Regions from separate parts of the Sus scrofa genome. Here region 1 is linked to region 2. A link is a contact called in public Hi-C data. All regions are on one chromosome and are shown on one strand. The core of a region is the stretch at or near the end of the contact, and the rest is flanking DNA. Distances in the headings are between cores, read along the strand shown.

Evidence for each region. A called contact is a pair of places that touch in the nucleus more often than the background predicts.
Region 1: a Hi-C map of liver shows a contact between it and region 2, with 1.7 times the contacts expected there. The contact joins the promoter of LMNB1 here to the enhancer-like site in region 2. A contact is called at or near these places in 7 of 47 Hi-C or Micro-C datasets (blood, embryonic fibroblasts, liver and 3 more) and 1 of 2 datasets of contacts at active chromatin or transcription factors (alveolar macrophages).

Annotation. Positions count from the first base shown.
Region 1 is chr2:129,805,336-129,808,544 of Sscrofa11.1, forward strand. It overlaps LMNB1 (lamin-B1), which reads left to right and starts at 1,893. Exons shown (of 11, transcript XM_003123882.5): 1 at 1,893-2,716. The coding sequence starts at 2,358.
Region 2 is chr2:129,671,302-129,674,397 of Sscrofa11.1, forward strand. It overlaps ALDH7A1 (alpha-aminoadipic semialdehyde dehydrogenase), which reads right to left. Exons shown (of 18, transcript XM_013995069.2): 14 at 161-277. Among named protein-coding and RNA genes, the nearest start is that of ALDH7A1, 37 kb to the right of the region's middle. Within about 2 kb of position 1,735, at least 1 of the 83 cell types and tissues checked has an H3K27ac peak or open chromatin away from gene starts, as enhancers often do. A contact at or near this core is called in liver, where this site is marked.

The DNA of each region.
Region 1 (3,209 bases), core at 643-3,142, 130 kb after region 2:
TTTCAGCAAATAGGATATAATCTGAGTTTCCCAAAACAATCTGAGATTGAGAAGTTCTATCAAGAGAAAATTTCCTGGGGTTGAGAGCAGGAGAGATCATGCCTGAAAATCACTTCACAGTCTTAAAACTTCAAAAATGTTGGGAAAATAATTTTTAAAAATCTCCAAATATTTTTAAAAATCTGAGGTAAAAGGAAAATAAGGACTGAAAACCAAGCCATCGGTGTGGTGGAAAGAGCTTCAAGGAGAGTGGATTTACATCCCATTTTGGATTCTGCTACCTTGGACCCAGCACTCACCTTCTTTAAGCCTCATTTCTTTCTATGTAATTTCGATTTTTCAAGATCCTTTTCATTTATTAAAATTATTTTAATACTTATATACATCACCAACTTCACAACAGAACCTTTTCAACTCACTGTGAAGGAGGGAGGTATTTTAGATAACAGGGCAGGAAATAAAACCATTCATGAGAGTATCATGATCATAGAGTGCCTGGAAATTCATGGAGGATGATATGCAGCCTGGTGCCCTTCACTAATTCCTATGTACATGGCTACTATGTAAAGAACGTTCAGTCTTTATTTCTGCCATTATTAAAGTAACCTGTAATTATTCTACAGATGTGTCCCTAATAGGTTATGAGGTGCTCGTCTAGGTTATAGTTAAGGGCAAGGCTCTGGAGTCAAATGAAGCCGCTTGGGTTTCAGTGCAGTCCTGTGTCCTGCTCTGCTGTAAGGAAATTCATCTATTACATGGACACATTTTCTTTTTTTGGCCACCCCGGCTATGTGGAAGTTCCCTAGCCAGGGATCGAACGGGCGCCACGGCAGCGACCCAAGCACCTGCAGTGACAACTCCTTGATCCTTAATCCACTGAACCCAAGAACTCCCCAAGGATACATTTTCAAATGCAAAGACTCCAGTTCCCACATCAAAAGCAAGTGTGTGGACGGATAATTCAAGAAAAGCTCAGGTAAGGCACATAGACAATTTCAGTGTCAGCCTGAAAGTTAAAATGGATTCATGGACATTCTATTGGCATTGTTGTCAATTACATTTTAGGGATCCCTTTTTAAAGCAAAAGTCATTTCTACTTAAGTTTTCACAAGTTTAGATCTTGATGCATCAGATTTTACTGCAGCATGACAATAAACAGCATGTTTACTATCTGCTTAGTAACATGTTAATCGTATCACTTGTGAGGTGGTTTTGATTTTATAGCGCCCTAAATTGTTAAGAAATAGATGGATCAGGGACTGCTCATCAGCAGTTGGCGTTTCTGGGATCTTATCTGTCGGCTTGGCTGCAGGACACGCGTGCGTCAATTTGATGGGAGGAGGTGTTCTGATACACCATTTTCCCCTTGAGAGAAAAAAGGCTTCCCTTGGACCCCGCACGCAGTTGGTTTTGAACCTCGGACACCAGCGTCCATTACGTAACTCCAAGGCGGCCCGGCCTCCAGGCAGTTTTCCGAACCCTCTCCGCGGGGCGGGGTATAAGGTTACAATGCCCGCGGTCGTCCCGGCCTCTACGAGTTTTGCGCGTGGCTGTTAGAGACGTTTACTTTTGAATTTCCCTGAACCGCCGGGTGTGGGCGGCGGCTCGGACCCGCCCCGGAAACCTCTGGGCTCCTTCCCGCCATCCGCTGGCCCGGCCCCGCCGGGGGTCCCCGCAGGGTGGTGGGGAAGACCAGGCCGGCTCAGGGCCCCGGGCCGCCGCGCGAGCAGTCCTCGCCGCCCCTCCCCGCCGCCCTCAGTCCTTCCCCCGCCACGCCCAGCCAGGCGCTCACAGACCCGACAGTTGCCAGAAGGCATGATTTTGAATTTACAGGCCCGCCCCCTGCTGCTGGCTCCCCATTGGCCAGTGACGGTCACGTGAGGTATCAGAGCGCGCCGGCCATCTTGGGAAGCGCGGCGCCGCGGTCCGCGCCACCTCCGCCCCCGCCCGCCCCTCCGCCCTCCTCCCCCCGCCCGCGGCTCAGCGCCGTTTGAGAGGAAACAAAGTGCTGCGGGCGGGAGACTCAGCGGCGGCGGCGGCGCGCGGATTCTGCTCGGCCATCCCGGCCACCCTTGCCCCGTATTTCCCGAGCGTGTGTGTGCGCGCGTGTGTGAGTGTGTGCATGTTTTCTTACACAGGATATTTTACGACTGATTGATTTTGTAGTCCTCCCCCTTTGCCCTTTGTGCTGTAACCCCTCTCCCGCCATCCCAGGTGCTTCGTCCTTCCTCCTCACGCCGGTCTCTCCGCGAGCGTGGGTCGCCGGTTCGCGCCTTCTCTCCCGCTTCGGCCCCTGCCGCCCCTCTTATTCCCGTGCTGCCCACGGCCTCCGCGCCCCGCTCTCCCCGCCGATCGCCATGGCGACAGCGACCCCCGTGCAGTCGCGCACGGGCAGCCGCGCGGGCGGCCCCACCACGCCGCTGAGCCCCACGCGGCTGTCGCGGCTGCAGGAGAAGGAGGAGCTGCGCGAGCTCAACGACCGGCTGGCCGTGTACATCGACAAGGTGCGCAGCCTGGAGACAGAGAACAGCGCGCTGCAGCTGCAGGTGACCGAACGCGAGGAGGTGCGTGGCCGCGAGCTCACCGGCCTCAAGGCTCTCTACGAGACAGAGCTGGCCGACGCACGACGCGCGCTCGACGACACGGCCCGCGAACGCGCCAAGCTGCAGATCGAGCTGGGCAAGTTCAAAGCCGAGCACGACCAGCTGCTCCTCAAGTGAGTGCTCGCCTGGCGGCCGCGGTAACTCACACGAGGGGTGGGGGGCGCAGCTCGGGCGGGAGGGTGAAGGCCTGGGTGCCTACGCCCTTCGGAAAGGGCAGGGTTTCCATCTCCAAGAAGGAGGAAGAATCTAGTGTTTTTCAGCAGGCGCAGGGGTCCCGCAGGGGCCTCAAGTTGTAGCGGTGGTAAAACCGGGATGTACATTTCCCGATCTTGGGTTCCCTGTGGGACCCGGCGAAGTGCGCGCCTCTGACCGCGGAGGAGTAACGCCCGGCTTCGGGCCTCGGACTCCGGGATCCAGAAGGCTTTTGCGCGCCGAGGCCGGGCAAGCGCCAGGTGCGGGGAGGTGGCTTCTGGGCACGCGCTTAAATGCGCGCCACGGTTTCCGGCCGGACCGAGACAAAGCGTCTGGTGGGTTTGCGGGGCAGGAATGGCCGGCTGGGGAGGACGGGCTGCCGGCCTAGAGAATGAATGAGCTCTGCGCGGGCGG
Region 2 (3,096 bases), core at 485-2,984:
CCACGGGTACAGCCCTAAAAAGCAAAAAAAAAAAAAAAAGAAACAAAAAACAAAAACCTCCCTAAAGGTTAATCAATTAAAATTTAATGTGACTTCATTTTCTCTAAGTCGTCTCAATTTTTTCAACACTCAACTAGAGAAAAGAGAGACAAAATCTTACCTTGAATTTAAAGACATAGAGAATTGGGGCAAATGTCTCTGTGTGTACAATGGATGCACTGTGGTCAAGACCTGTTACAATTGTCGGTTCTACATAATTTCCAGGGCGATCCATAACCTGCAGTAGAGAAACGAAATAAATCCAAAGAGAGCATTTTGTTTTCTGGTACTTGGGGGTCAGAGGATACCATTATTTGCCTGTACTTAGGAGAAAAAAAATAAATGCCATTTATAAGTGAATTATTTCTCCAAAGTAAATTCCCATCATGAAAGAAAATTTTCTGTTTCCTACTGGTTCTAACTTGGTCAGAACCAAAAAAAGAGAGAGTTAAGGATAGAGAACTGGACCAGGTATCATGATCAAGTCACACTGAAAAAAACAGTTACAGGTAGATATTTTTGAATTTATATAATCTAAAAAAGCGTTCATCTGGAGCTCCCATTACAGCGCAGCAGTAACGAACCCAACTAGCATCCATGAGGATACAGGTTTGATTCCTGGCCTCACTCAGAGGGTTAAGGATCTGGCGCTGCTGTGAGCTGTGGTCCAGGTTGCAGACATGGCTCAGATCCTGAGTTGCTGTGGCTGTGGTGTAAGCTGGCAACCGCAGCTCCAACTTGACTCCTAGCCTGGGAACTTCCTTATGTCCCAGGTGTGGCCCTCAAAAAAAAAAAAAAAAGACAAAAATAAATAAATACCCACTATGTTATAAACTGTACTGTATTCTCACTCTCCATTCCCCCAAATTCTTATTTTAAAGTCCTAACGCCTCTAGTGTAACTAAATTTGGAGAAAGGTGGAGTTACCGTCATGGTGCAGTGGAAAGGAATCTGACTAGAACCATGAGGTTTCAGATTTGATCTGTGGCCTTGCTCAGCAGGTTAAGGATCCTACACTGCTATGAGCTGTGGTGTAGGTCGCAGATGCGGCTCAGATCTGGCATTGCTGTGGCTGTGGGTGTAGGCCAGCAGCAACAGCTCGGATTAGACCCCTAGCCTGGGAACCTCCATATACCTTGGGTGCAGCCCTAAAAAGACAAAAGACAAAAAATAATAATAATTGGAGAAAGGACGGTTACTGAGGTCAGGTTAAATGAGGTCATGTGGGTGAGGGCCAGTCAGACAGAACCAACATTCTCCTAAGAGGAGGAAGAAGAGACAGAAAGGACCTCGTCTCTCTACACAGGAAGCAAAGACCACGTGAAGACATGGAGAGAAGGTGGCCAGGCCTGCAAGCCAGGGACAAAGGCCTCCCCAGGAACTAACCCTGCCAGCACCTGGATTTTGGAATCAGCCTCCAGAACTGTATGACAATAAATTTGTTGTTTAAGCCACCTCGTCTGTGATATCTTGTTACGGCGGCCCTAGCGGAGTAACACATATTAATACAGAAATCCAAAGCTCCAAAGGGCGTACTGCAGACAATTTCCTAACTAACCTCCACATAACCACATCACTAGTTGGTTTCTACTTCGCATCTATGAAATATTCTGACACCTGCGGCAAGCTGCTTGGCTAATGATCAGCTCTCCAGTGTGCCTGTTTAATTGTGCTCTCATCCTCTGACCTGTCTGTTTACCAAGAGTCATCTGTATCTACTTCCAACCCTGTGCATGGCAGCTGTTTTTGTTCTTCCAATATCGTATTGCATCATGTAACTTAAGTAAATATTACACAAAGGGGAAAAGTGAATTACTTTTAAAGATTAAATGCCTAAAAAACCACAACGTAAATAAGTAACAAAAAAACACATATATGCATGCACCCCCTCCATCCAATGAGATGCGGGTATGTCAGGGTTAAGAGACTAGGGACAAGGATTCTGCCCTCAGAGAGCTTTGCAAGAGACTCAGATCTCAGTGATTTTTAAACAAAGAGAAAATGACTTGTAGATAATAAACTACAGGTATAGCTTATTCAAGGACAAGGAAAAATTCCTACCAAACATGAAGAAAACACCTCGGATCTATATCTGAAGTCCAATAAATAGAGTGAATGAAATTCACATTTTACAGCAAGACAAGAAAAACATAAACATCAAAAATTTTCTCTGCCATTTGGCCTCCTCTTCCCCTGTACTGTGCATTGTGCATCTGTACTGTGCTTCAATCAAGCCTCCCCCATCGGCAGAAACATCTGCTAAACCATAAAGAGCAAATTCTTCCAGCATCTATAAGACAACGTCTTAAAAGATAACATTCCTTCTTGATCTCGTAAGGGGCCGCAATGACACTTAGACCTACATTTTGTATAGTGTCAGTAGTACGTCATTTCATGTACCGCCTTCAGTCTCAAAAAACTTACATTACTGTGTCTTGACTTCTAATAAGCAGAACAGTTTTTGAAGCTTTCTGAGATGCTATCCCAGGTTATAATCCTCCATTTGGCTCAAATAAAATTTTCCCTTTCTTTCTTAGATCGACTGATTAATGTTTTGTCAATAGTAATATGTGTTAAAAATGGGAGTTCCCGTCGTGGCGCAGTGGTTAACGAATCCGACTAGGAACCATGAGGTTGCGGGTTCGATCCCTGGCCTTGCTCAGTGGGTTAACGATCCGGCGTTGCCGTGAGCTGTGGTGTAGGTTGCAGATGCGGTTCGGATCCCGAGTTGCTGTGGCTCTGGCATAGGCTGGCAGCTGTAGCTCCAGTTAGACCCCTAGCCTGGGAAACTCCATGTGCCATGGGAGCGGCCCAAGAAATGGCAAAAAGACAAAAAAAAAAAAAAAAAAGTTTGTGTATGTATTTGGGGGGCAGAGGAGGTGGGGGGCAGCTGTAATGTCTTTTTTGACTCCTTGCTTTAAATGACTTTTAAAGTCACTGTTAAATACAGGTTTTTGTTTGGTTTCTTTTTTTTTTTTTTTTGGCTGCACCCAGGGCACTCGGCAGTTCCAGGGCCGGGGATCAAACCCACACCACAGCAGCAACCTGAGCAACAAC